2 separate regions of the Ovis aries genome follow, and region 1 is linked to region 2. Evidence: chromatin contacts called from public Hi-C data. All regions are on one chromosome and are shown on one strand. Each heading gives the region's core, a stretch centred on a gene start, on an enhancer-like site or on the middle of the called end of the contact. The rest is flanking DNA. Distances are from core to core; before and after follow the strand shown. Region 1 overlaps SMIM41 (small integral membrane protein 41). Region 2 has its middle 24 kb from the start of KRT18.

Region 1 (6,179 bases), core at 3,393-5,892, 800 kb before region 2:
TGGGCTGTGGCTTCCCCATCCAAGTCATGCGAGAGGGAAGATGGTTTGCGAGGCTCTCCTAGAAGGGCGAGGAAGCCACTTTCCAAGGAGCCCGGCAAAAGTGTCCTCGTCCCACGTCGTTCCCCTTACCATGTTCCCCCGACCCCTGTGCCCCCTTTACGCATGCAGTGGTGGAAGTGAGGGAGGGCCATCTGTCTCAGTTTGATCTCCCCCGTCTAAGCCCCAAACTTTGCAAATGTGGAACTGCTCTTCCTCTAAATTTCATCTGTGTAAACTGGTCCCAGGAGCTGCTTCAATTCTGGGCTGGAACCACCAGCGACGGCACTGGTGAATGTCTAGCTCCCTCTAGTGGGGGTTCTGAAAAGGAACGGAATGAGAGGATTGCTGTCGCGGTCAGGTGGGACGGTGCCCCAGCTCCTCCAGCTCCCTCCGCAAGGGTGTGTTGTGACAGGCAGCCTGGCAGTGCCTCCTCTCGCTGCCCCACTGAAGCTGAGGGCGCTTTTCAGGGCTGCAGAACCCAGACCTGGGGCCCTAGAAAGGGAGGCACAGGTCTAGCGGGGTGGGTGTGCAGGGAGGGTCCTGAGGGAAGGAGTAGATACCCTTAAGGAGAGGGAAGGACAGGAGGGGGAGGAAGGGGGAGGGAAGGAGAGGGAAGGGGCATTGGGAGGGGGAACTCTCTGGGGAAGTCCCTTCCTTGGAAAGGCTGGGTTTTTAGGTGCATTCCTTAGTGATCCACAAGGGAAAGTCCAAGTCAATCGGAGAGTTAACGGTTTTCTCTCAGAGCAGTTAATTCCCTTTTACCCAAACACTTCAGAAAAGAAATTTGCATAGGGGGTAAATGTGCCTTTGGGGGAGATTTAAGGGACATGGTGGCAAAGGGAGCTGGTGTCACCCCCTCTCCTTCCAGGAAGTCCCCAGGGCGACTGATGGCTCCAAAGACGACACAGCAATAGCAGGAAAAATAAGCCAGAGGACATGTGCTGGGGAGATGAGCGACCCCACCTTCTGATGGCTCCCTGAGAGAAGGGGATGCCTCCAGCAAACGCCTGTCTTTTCATCAATGCTGGGGCTGGTGCCCTGGATCTCAACATCTGCTCCCTCCTCCTTCAACATGCCCTTTGCACTGCTGAGGCCAGAAAGCCAGAAATCACCCTCCTCAGGCTCACTTGCAGCTAGAGTGTACCGTGTGTGTGTGTGTGTGTGTGTGTGTGTGTGTGTGTGTGCGCGCGCGCGTGCGCATGCACACACACACAGACGCTTAGTCGTTCGTGTCTGACTCTTAGCGACCCCATGAACTGTAGCCCGCTAGGCTCCTCTGTCCATGGGATTTTCTAGGAAAGAATACTGGAGTGGGTTACTGTTTCCTCCTGCAGAGGGTCTTTCTGACCCACGGATCAAACCCTGCCTCCTGCATTTCCTGCGTTGCGGATTCTTTACCACTGAGCCACCTGGGAAGCCCACAGAGTGCATCAGGTGTGGCCAAACGATGCACTTGTACAGGATTTGAAAGTGCAGTGAGCCCATTGCTGCAGCAACTCCTGATCTGTGGATGGAGACATGATGGTATGTGTGTATGTCCTTGAACTCAACAGTTCCATCGGAAGCCTCCAGCTCCCTACCTCTCCAGCGGCCAGCTGCTGCCTCCACCCAGGATTTTATAAGCACCTAATTCCCTGAATCCCACTCCTTTTTAAGACCTAGATGGGCTTGTTTCCTACTCTGCTGGTACAGTAGGTATACAGAAGAAGCTGGTTTGAATGGAATACAGAATGCTGAATCTGTTCCTAACAGAGACCTTTGGGTCTGAGAGAGAGAGGGACACAGTAGATTGGAGGAGAGGAGGTGGGGGACCCTCAGAGGGACAAGGTTGGACAGGAGTCCTGTTTCTCTGAAGTAAGGGGGATGAGGGGCAGTGGATACAGGTGTAGGTGAGGCAGAAGCTTGAGAGAGGACAACCAAATGGTGACCTTGCCAAGTTTACCCCTGGACCTCAGATGCCCTGCTTCTTTACTCCCCTTCCTCTTTCCGGGTATTCAGTCAGGATGGAGTTTTAGTGAAAACCAGTGGTCCAGGCATACCCTCTGCTTCTCAGCCACTGTTGCTCTCTGGAAAGGTCTGGTGGGCTCACCGGTTGACACTGAGGTGTAAGAAGGGTCAGGCCTACAGCACAGTCTGAAGGGCAGCTGGGGCCCGGGGGGCTTGTTTTAGAATAAAGTCTCTTCAAGATTAAAGACCTAGAACTTCTCTGGCTGCTCACTGGTTGGGATTTTGCCTTCCAATGTAGGGGGTGTGGGTTTGATCCCCATTCGGGGAACTAAGATTCTACATGCCTCATGGCCAAAAAATCCAAAACATAAAACAGAAACAATATTGTAACAAATTCAATAAAAACATTAAGAATGGTCCCTGTCAAAAAAATCTCTTTTAAAAAAAAGATCAAAGACTAAAGCTCTTCAGGGGAATTTGGGCATCTGCTATTGGAAGAGGAGTTGGTTTTTGACATTCAAACACTCTGGAATCAGAGAGAGAAGTCAACTGAAGAGATACCCTCAGGTATTATGGGACTTGGCCCCTAAAAATATGGCCTCCAATTCTTTGACACTCTTCCTTTTGAAATGGGATTTACATTCGTTCCCTCCTTAAAACTGGATGGGCTTGAGACCACTGCACCAGTTGGCGCGGTGGACACAATACCATGTGACCTGTAAAGTGTTAGCCGCTCAGTTGTGTCTGACTCTTTGTAGCCCCATGTAGCCTGCCTGCTCCTCTGTCCATGGACTTCTCCAGGCAAGAATACTGGAGTGGGCAGCCACTCCCTTCTCCAGGGGATCTTCCTGACCCAGGAATCAAACCTGGGTCTCCTGCATTGGAGGCGGATTCTTTACCGCCTGAGCCCTTGTGATCTTTAAAGTTAGGTCATAAAGGCCAGGCAGCACTAGCTGGATCTCTGGGAACACTGCTTTTCTGACGTTCCTCTCTGGATGCTTCCTCTTGGGACCCAGCTGTCATCTGTAAGCAGCCACCTGAAGAGGCTCGAGAAGATCCTCCAGTTGAGGGGGCCAGCCCAGTTCAGCTTTTGAATCATCTGGTCCAGACACATGAAGAAAGAAGCTGGAGTGATGATGGCTCCAGCCCCAGACATCCATCCAAACCCCAGCCTCCACCTCGCCACACACCCTGTCCCAACCCCCTGACCCATAGATTCTCTGAACACAATAAACCAGAAGATGTTTATGCTACTGACGTGGAAGATGTTGGAAATGTTGTGGCAGCTGCCTGCAGCCTGGGGTCACTGCCCTCATAAGTGCCCTTCTTCTGTGGGGAAGCCCCCGTGTCCCATACTTGGTGCGCTGTTGGGGAACCAGGCCTTGATAGAATCACAAAGTTCACCCGCACTTTGTGAGCCCTGCAGACTGACTGGCACAGCCCGTCACTCCGACTTGGGGCCTCTGGGCTCGGACTCCTGGCAGACGTATCAAGACATCTCCTGCAGACGGGGTCTCTCCCACCCAGAGAACGGCTTGTCTGCGCTGGGGTCAGTGGTGAGTAATTCTCAGTTTTGTAGGGGGAGCAGGCAGACCTGGATTTGAGACTGGCTCCACCTCTGCTGCCTTGAGCCCTTGTGCAGATTTGGCCACGTCTCCGAGCCTCAGTTTCCCCATCTGTCAAGTGTGTGGTCCCTTGCGGACCCCATATGTCAAGTGGCTGTGATGTGTGAAAAGCTGCGGTGGGAACAGCCATCCTTCTGCGTGGGAACTGGCCTCGGGGGAGACCGCTTGGTTGAACCCGGTGTCCAGGGACAAAAGGCAATGGCTTTTCCCCTGAGTTCGCTGGGGTATTAGTCGGGTTATCCATTCTCCATGCATCAGAGACTCAAAATAACAGTGACTTAAACAGATGAAACATGATTTTCTGTCCTATATCGTCTGGCAGGAACATTCCAGGACTGGTGGGGCAGCTACACAGAGCCGAGTCTCAGGCTTTTCCTGTTGCTCCACAGCTGCCGGTGAGCACCATCCATGCTGACTTCCACCATCCATGCTGACTTCCACCATCCACACTGACTTCCAAATCTGGCTTCCAGCCAGTGGAAGGGGAAGTGGTGGAGAGAGGGTATCCCCCAACGTGGAGGCCGGACTCACAACCTCCACTCACCTCCTGCTGGCTGTGCTCAGGCACGTGGCAATAGCTGGGAGCCTGGGGTGCTGGGAAGCACAAGGGCACCCATGTGCCCAACGACAGATCAGGGCTCCACTGCTTCTGCAGAAGAGGAGAGCAGGCATGAGGGCAGAGCAAAGAAAGTGTCTACTGTAGTGGGCATGGGGGACGCAGGGCCTGGCCCCAACCATCCTTCTGCCCACCTTCCCAACCAACTCGGCTGTTGAGGGCATTGAGCCAGGAGCAGCACTGTAGATACAAAAACACTAGACCCTGCTCTCAGGGAACATGATTTTTCACAAACCGAAGCTGGTGGAGGATGTTTAGGGCGTGGCTTTGAAGGTCCCTGTTGTCCATCCAGGCCTGAGTCTCCGAGTTCTGGCCAGTCTGTTCCTGAAACACGCTGGTCCCTCCCCTGGAGGATGCTCCCTCCCTGAGTGTGGCTGAGTGCGGTGTCCTTGACACTGACCAACAGTTGCATAAAATACTTTCCTTTTCTGCAAAAACAGTTTTTCAGGACATAGCGGACCACATCACTCAGTGTTCCCAATACCCAGGACCGTGTGAGCAACTTTCACTAGAGTTCATTATAAAGGAAAACTGTTCCCACTGAGAAAAGAGCCTGCTTCCTGCAGATTGTAACACATCAGACTTCCCCTTCCGCCCTGGCTGCCCCGAGGCGTAATCACAGCATCTGCGGCCACTCAGTTAGCCTTGGACAATCTCGCTTTCCTGTGGGCCCAGCATTGTAGTTCTCTGTGTTGGTCTTACTGTTCCGTCTTTAGTACTTGTTGCCTCCCACCTTCTCTCTAGAAAGAAGTGGGTTATCATTAGTGATGAAACAGAAAGCTGCTGCCTGCTGCTAAGTCGCTTCAGTCGTGTCCGACTCTGTGCGACCCCATAGATGGCAGCCCACCTAGGGCCCCTTAATTGGGAAGAAAATAAAACTGGTGATTGCGAAGGGTAGTCTTATCGCTGTACCTGAGAGTCAGTGTTGACTCCAGTTTCCCAGCAGCTGGGGCAGAAAAGGGGTGGCTACCAGGCCTCAGAAAGCAGGAAGCAGAGCAGGGAGCCCTCGGCGGCGCCTGCAGCGATTGTGGGCACGGGCACTCATCTCGGCCGCATCACGCAGCAGCTGTGTGACCCCGAGTGAATCACTTCTCTGTGCGTCGGTGTCGTAATCAGGATGGCTTCTGGCTTCATCACTTCGATCTCTGCTTCTGCCTTCACATTACCATCTCCTTTTCTATGCGCCCACGCCTCCTCCTCTGTAGCGAATCAGGACACTTGTCGTTAGAGTTAGGGCCCACCTAGATAATCCAGGATGATCTCAACTTTATGATCTTTAACTTAATTGTATGTGCAAAGACACTTTAGCTAAATATGGTCAGATTCACAGATTCTGGGATGTGGGCATACCTTTTGGGGGCCACCATTCAATCCGCTACAAGGACTAAAGTTTGGACCTGAGCAATGCATCTCTTAGGGTGAGACCAGTCCTTAGACAGGAGATGTGTGGGGGTGTTCTTCTGGTGGGAGAAGTAGGCTCCTAAAACCTCCACCTCGTGGAGGTAGCTTTCCATGGAGCCGCTGCCGGCGTGTGGAGATACAAGCTTCTATGGGTGGAGGTTGGGCTTCTTGTCCTGGGTCTCTTGTGGCCCCTCAGGGCCCAGTGGGCGCTCTGTACACACCACCCTGGACTGATTAACTCCCACCTCCTTTGGCAGGGGGAGGGTTGGCCACATGACTCACTGGACAGACTCACAGCAGAGACAAACTCAAGGGGTCACTCCTTTCTCCCGCTCCTCACCCCTCCCAGCACAGGCCTATGCAGCCGGCTCACTGGCCAGCCTCAGTGCTCTCTCTGCTCCTAGCACCTAGCACACAGCGACCACTTTGATGGGGCAATCTCCTGCTCAAACACCTGCCATGGCTCCTCCTGAGTCAAATCTAAACCCGCTCCAGGCCTGCCACCATGGTGGACCAAGCTACTTGTCCAGCCTGAGAATCCAGAATTCCTT
Region 2 (6,707 bases), core at 4,115-6,614:
CCTTTCCCACACATACCTGTGTTGGAGTGCTGTTTTGTGTCCCCTGCTAGAGCTAATGATTTACACTCAAGGCCAGATGAAAGGGCTTGGGAGCCCGCGAGGGGAGGGAGGAGAGCAGGAAGAGACTTTGAAGCCACCTAGGTTTGGGGAATGAACTACAGCCCCTTGTGGCCCAGGTCCTCCACCCCAAGTTAACTCGCTTTGCCAGACTAATTCCTCCTTTCCCTTGTCTTCCAAAGCCACTACAATCTCTTCCGGGAAGACTTCTTCACTCCTGCATCAGTCTTCTCTCCCCCGTCACCTCACCCTACCCTCTCTAATGTTTAAGGCAGAGTTTTTCAAATGAAGGAGTATGAGCAGAAGAGCTGTCTAACCGGCATATACATACAATTTTTTAACAAAATTCATAGAATAGGGTAAAATAAACTAAATTGGAGTGCATCCCATGTGGTAAGGGTGGATACTGTTATACTGTTTCATGAAACTCTTAATGTGAAGAGAGAGATCTGTTTTATAAATATATATGTGTGTATGTATGTATACATATTACTGTGGATTTTAATCAAAAAAAAGTTTAAAGGCCACAATCTAAAGCACTTCGTTCTGTCATTTTGATGACATGTATCTGGATCTGGATATATGACCCATCTGTCTTACCCATCCCTCTTCCTCCTTCTGCCTCTAGATAGCATTCAAAAGAACTTTTACTTTCTGCAGTAAAGGAAGTATACTATATCTGTCCAGTATGTTAGTCATTAACTCCATAGGGCCTACTGAGCATTTGAAGTATAGCTAATGTGACTGAGGAAATTTATTTTTGCTATATTTAATTTCGATTAATTTAAATTTAAATAGTCATAGTAGCGGGTAGTGGCTAAGACTACTGTATTGCACAGCGAAGTTCTACACTGAAAGCTCCCTGTGGGCAGAGACTAGGCTGTCTTGCTCACTCTTGTACCCCTGAGACTTGGCAGAGTTCCAGCAGATGGTAAGTCACCTATAAACAGTCAGGTGTCTTTGTTTTTGAGACAGAATAAAGTGGGGAAAACCACTACACCATTCAGGTATGACCTAAATCAAATCCCTTATGATTAGACAGTGGAAGTGAGAAATAGATTTAAGGGACTAGATCTGATAGACAAAGTGCCTGATGAACTATGGACGGAGGTTCGTGACATTGTACAGGAGACAGGGATCAAGACCATCCCCATGGAAAAGAAATGCAAAAAGCAAAATGGCTGTCTGAGAGGCCTTACATATAGCTGTGAAAAGAAGAGAGGTGAAAAGCAAAGGAGAAAAGGAAAGATATAAGCATCTGAATGCAGAGTTCCAAAAGAATAACAAGGAGAGATAAGAAAGCCTTCCTCAGTGATCAATGCGAAGAAATAGAGGGAAACAACAGAATGGGAAAGACTAGAGATCTCTTCAAGAAAATTAGAGATACCAAGGGAACATTTCATGCAAAGATGGGCTCAATAAAGGACAGAAATGGTATGGACCTGACAGAAGCAGAAGATATTAAGAAGAGATGGCAAGCATACACAGAAGATTGTACAGAAAGATCTTCACGACCCAGATAATCACGATGGTGTGATTACTCACCTAGACCTGGACATCCTGGAATGTGAAGTCAAGTGGGCCTTAGAAAGCATCACTACGAACAAAGCTAGTGGAGGTGATGGAATTCCAGTTGAGCTATTTCAAATCCTGAAAGATGATGCTGTGAAAGTGCTGCACTCAATATGCCAGCCAATTTGGAAAACTCAGCAGTGGTCACAGGACTGGAAAAGGTCAGTTTTCATTCCAATCCCAAAGAAAGGCAATGCCAAAGAATGTTTAAACTACCACACAATTGCACTCATCTCACACGCTAGCAAAGTAATGCTCAAAATTCTCCAAGCCAGGCTTCAGCAATACATGAACCGTGAACTTCCAGATGTTCAAGCTGGTTTTAGAAAAGGCAGAGGAACCAGAGATCAAATTGCCAACATCCACTGGATCATGGAAAAAGCAAGAGAGTTCCAGAAAAACATCTATTTCTGTTTTATTGACTATGCCAAAGCCTTTGACTGTGTGGATCATAATAAACTGAAAAATCCTGAAAGAGATGGGAATACAGACCACCTGACCTGCCACTTGAGAAAGCTATATACAGGTCAGGAAGCAACAGTTAGAATTGGACATGGAACAACAGACTGGTTCCAAATAGGTAAAGGAGTATGTCCAGGCTGTATATTGTTACCCTGCTTATTTAACTTCTATGCAGAGTACATCATGAGAAGCGCTGGACTGGAAGAAGCACAAGCTGGAATCAAGATTGCCAGGAGAAATATCAATAACCTCAGATATGCAGATGACACCACCCTTACGGCAGAAAGTGAAGAGGAACTAAAAAGCCTCTTGATGAAAGTGAAAGAGGAGAGTGAAAAAGTTGGCTTAAAGCTCAACTCTCATTAGTTTTTTTTAAATTAATTTATTTGACTGCACTCGGTCTTATTTGCAACATGTGAGATCTGGTTCCCAGACCAGGGATGGAACTCAGCTCCCTGCTCTGGGAGCTCAGAATCTTAGCCACTGAATCAGCAGGAGAGTCCCCCTCATTCTCGCTTGAATGAATGAGTGAATGAATGAACAAATAAATGAGTGAATAACCTATCAAGATGGGACGCTGTAAGCAGAACACTTGAGGGAAGGATTAATAAGGAGAGTGAAAGTGTTAGTCCCTCAGTCGTCTCCAACTCCGTGAGACCCCATGGACTGTAGCCCACCAGGCTCTTCTGTCCATGGAATTCTCCAGGCAAGAATACTGGAGTGGCTTGCCATTCCCTTCTCCAGGGGATCTTCCCGACCCAGGGGTCAAGTAAGGAGATTTTTGAAGTTGTCCACAGTCATCTTTTGGGAATTTCTTGGCAGTCCAGTGGTTAAGACTCTGTGCTCTCACTGCCCAGGGCTGGGTTGAATCCCTAGTCAGGGAACTAAGACCTCACGGAGCCTTGTGGCATGGCCAAAAAAAAAAAATCATCTTTCTCCCTCTGTAAACCCTCTTTGTGCAAAGAAATAGAACCCATTGGGAGAATGGTTAAACTTCCTCAGTCTGTGGCCCCACTTCACAGCTGCACACTGTTAGGAAACCTCAGACTTTCCAACAGGCCCCAACGTAAGCCATTCTAGCCAGAAGAAAATCCTGTGTATTACAAAAGCTATCGAATGAATATTAAAGTATGTGGGTTGAATACTTAGCTCATGTAATATAGTTACCGTATTTTTTAATTTCCAGGTACAGAAATTATACAGCCTCCCCCAGTCAGGTAAATAGCCTTTTAATGGGACGTGCTAAAACTATAAATCTTGCTGTCTTTTAGGAATGCGCAGAGCAAATGTTTATTGGCCCCAGGCACCATTTTCCACCTCTCCTTTGAAGGGCTCCCCTGGGGTCGATCCTGCATTCCACACGTGTTCAAGAAAGGAAGGGCAGGTTCCTATTTTTCAGATAGCCTGAACTCCTGGTAGAGACCTTAGCCCTAACTGATTCAAAACAACAGAGTGCTCAAATAAAAATTCAGTCAACAAAGTATGAGACGAGGATATGAGAAAGGTCATGAGCTGAATTCAAAGCCAGGGAATGGCAGGGCAGTAAACGAGACAGGCACTGGGAGCAGTGTGCAATCCAGATGAGAGAATACTGAGAACACCGTCCCCAAGGTCAACCATGGCAGCGACACTAACACCTGCACACAGTGCCCCCCGGCTCCTCTGTCCATGGCACTCTCCCCACCCCAGGGCTCGAGCCCAGGTCTCCCCCACTGCAGGCAGATCCCTTACCATCTAAGCCATCAGGGAAGGTGTCCTCATAACAGGCATTCAATAAACACTTGTCCCTAGCGTCCCAGAGAACCTGCATCTGCTCTTGGCTATGGCAATGGCAAGAGAGCATGGGTAGGCGAATGCCAGGTGTCAGGCAGTCAGCCCATCTCTAGGGAGATAACCTGAGGCTGACAGGAGCATACCTTAGGGCTGAGCTGAGCCAAAAGCACAGACAAAAAGGTCTTGTCCCTGCAGCTGCTATCTAGGATGCCAGCTCCTCAGCTGCCTCAAAATCTCAGACCTAACTAAGGAGGTGACATCCTGCCTGCTGAACATGGCTCTGCTCAGCCAGGGTCTGAGCAAGGGACAGCCAAGGCCTGCTGTCCACCTTAGAGCTTCCTTGGGCCTGTCTGGCACCAGCCCCAGCTTCTCAGGGCTCTCAGATCTCTCTGCTTCTCAGAGCTCTCAGATCTCTCTGCTTCTCAGAGCTCTCAGATCCCTCCATTGGCAGGGCTAAGGGTGGCTGGACTGTGACAGCCCTGGTCAAAGCAAAGTCTTCTTGGGGTCCCCTGGAGCTATCTCTCGTTTGCCACCCCCTCCCAGGCCTCTATCACATCTCCTTAGCCTTTCCTAGCAACTTCTTTGGCTCGTTCAAGCTCCTACCAAGTAATGAAAAATCATCCTTAAAAGGCAGTATCATAATGTTCAAGCCCTTAACCAACAGTTTCAAATTCCAGAAACCTCTGAAGACCAGAATTCTGTTTTGTTTTGCTTGGCTGCGTGGCATGTGGGATCTTAGTTCCTTGACCTAGGATCAAACCCACACTCCCTGCAGCGGAAGTGTGAAGTCTTAACCACTGAACTGCCAGGAAGTCCCTAGAAGTTTTTTTGTAATTTACTTACCTGAAACCCTGACGTGAGGCTGTGTCTAGGTTTTATATATCTCACCTGGGAGGAATGTTCCTACATCTCCCTGATGAAATAGTAAAGTATCTGATTTCATGATTCCAGGGGCCATCTCAACCCCCACTGTGATTTTCTTTAAACATTATATGCACTCCGTTTCCTTTCTAAAATCTAAAAGATTCTGAATTCCAGGAGTCATCTGGACCTCAGGGTTGGGTTCAGTGGTTGTGGACTTGTTGTATCAGCCCAGGCTTAAATTTAGAGCGAACAGATTCCAAGCCTGAACACCTTAGAGCTGATGATGGGCAGGGACCGCAGGAAGACAAGACAGAGTAGGGGGTGGGACAGGGACCGCTCAGGCGGTGACTATTTCCCAACTGAGACACAAGTGCAATGTTTTCATACTTCAACAACTACGAGGCGGCCCGGGGGCATACCTGCTGCCCAGCAGCCGTGGCCTCACCCTTTCAGCAGTCCGACCTTGAGCAATGCAATCTCCTCACCTGGGTTGCTTCATCCTTTAAGTGAACCCACCTTGGAGGAGCTCCGGCTGGGGACAAAACGAACTGAAACTGAAGGAACTCAGAGGGTAAGGACTACTCGAAGTGTTCCTTCACCCAGTGAAGTCTTCCTGGACCATCCTGTACTGCCAGGCCCCTGCGGGCAAAACTGTATAAGTTACAGGGTGAACTCAAGGAGAGATAGGATGTGCACACACACACACAATTAAAAGTGAAGATCAAAGTAAGATCTCCAGGGAGAGGAGAGTTTGGGGTGGAGAAAAGAAAGCTTGGGAGGTAAGAAAAGCGCCCAGGGCGGTGTCAGGAGACGTGGGTTGGGCCAGGCTGACTCACTAGGCAACTCTAATGTGGCTCTTTCCCCTCTGGGTCATTTTCCTCACTGACAAAATGTAGGTTAGTCTTCAGTGTCCTCTGAGTTCCCTTCTGCTTTCTATGATCTGAGGGCCTGTCACTCAGGAGAAGAGAAATTAGACCTGGTCTTTGTAACTCGCTATGAATGGTCTTCCCTTGTGGCTCAGCTGGTAAAGAATCCGCCTGCAATGCTGGAGGCCTGGGTTCGATCCCTGGGTTGGGAAGATCCCATGGAGAAGAGAAGGGCTACTCAGTGCAGTATCCTGGCCTAGAGAATTCCATGGACTGTATAGTCCATGGCCTCGCAAAGAGCAGGTGGACACGAGTGAGCTACTTTCACTTCACTTGTAACTCCCAGAGGAGCAAAGCATGTGTATTGCAGTTGACCCCCAGAAGTCAACAAGGCATGGGTCTGGGGTCACAAGAGAGAAAGGAGATATTCTGGGGAGCCTCTGTGATTAGACTGAGCCTCTGGGATATACCCCTGAACCCTGTAAGCTAGCCCCAAACCATCCACCACCTTGCTCTTGAATTTCTGCCCTCCATTTCTCCATTCCCCATCCCCACTTTTCCGCCTCCCTCCCGGTGGACTGAGGTCGCAGTGTGCTATGCAGAAGTCAGGTGGTACCAAGGAACTAAACCCTTCCCTGTAAGATGCCAGGCCCTGTGGTCCAGAATAGTTCACCCTGTCCTGTGCCACCCGGGAGGCAGGGAAGCTCCACTGTGGACAGAAGCATTCGCACAGTGTAGACCCAAGGTCTGGAGAATCCCTGGGTCGAGAGATGGGGGCACGTGTCTCAGCCCCACGCCTCCTGGTCCTCCTGGACCAAACACTCCCGGGTCTGCTGGGACAACAGCAACAGCAGAGGCTGAGGAGTGGGGGAGATAAGAGTGCATGGGACCCTTACCTCTCTACTCTGGGACCCTTACTTCTCTAATCTGTAAATCCACACCTGTCCCCTATCATCACTCCCTCCCCTAACAGATACCTTCAGTGACGTCCCATTGTTGAAAGCATACAATCCGACCTCCTTATCCTTGCATTCCATCTCTCCTACGACCCTGTGTTTGTCTCCCTACTTAGCCTGCCTGTCTCCTCTTCAAACTCTTTGTTCCCTCGCAATG

What was found. Hi-C and Micro-C count contacts between places; a contact is called where the count stands out from the background.
Region 1: a contact with region 2 is called in a Hi-C map of muscle, with 5 times the contacts expected there. The contact joins two enhancer-like sites. A contact is called at or near these places in 8 of 16 Hi-C or Micro-C datasets (blood, hypothalamus, liver and 4 more).

What each region holds. Positions count from the first base shown.
Region 1 is chr3:134,245,359-134,251,537 of ARS-UI_Ramb_v3.0, reverse strand. It overlaps SMIM41 (small integral membrane protein 41), which reads left to right. Exons shown (of 3, transcript XM_060414056.1): 3 at 1-2,418. Among named protein-coding and RNA genes, the nearest start is that of SMIM41, 19 kb to the left of the region's middle. Within about 2 kb of position 4,642, at least 7 of the 54 cell types and tissues checked have an H3K27ac peak or open chromatin away from gene starts, as enhancers often do.
Region 2 is chr3:133,447,623-133,454,329 of ARS-UI_Ramb_v3.0, reverse strand. No RefSeq gene overlaps it. Among named protein-coding and RNA genes, the nearest start is that of KRT18, 24 kb to the left of the region's middle. Within about 2 kb of position 5,364, at least 8 of the 54 cell types and tissues checked have an H3K27ac peak or open chromatin away from gene starts, as enhancers often do.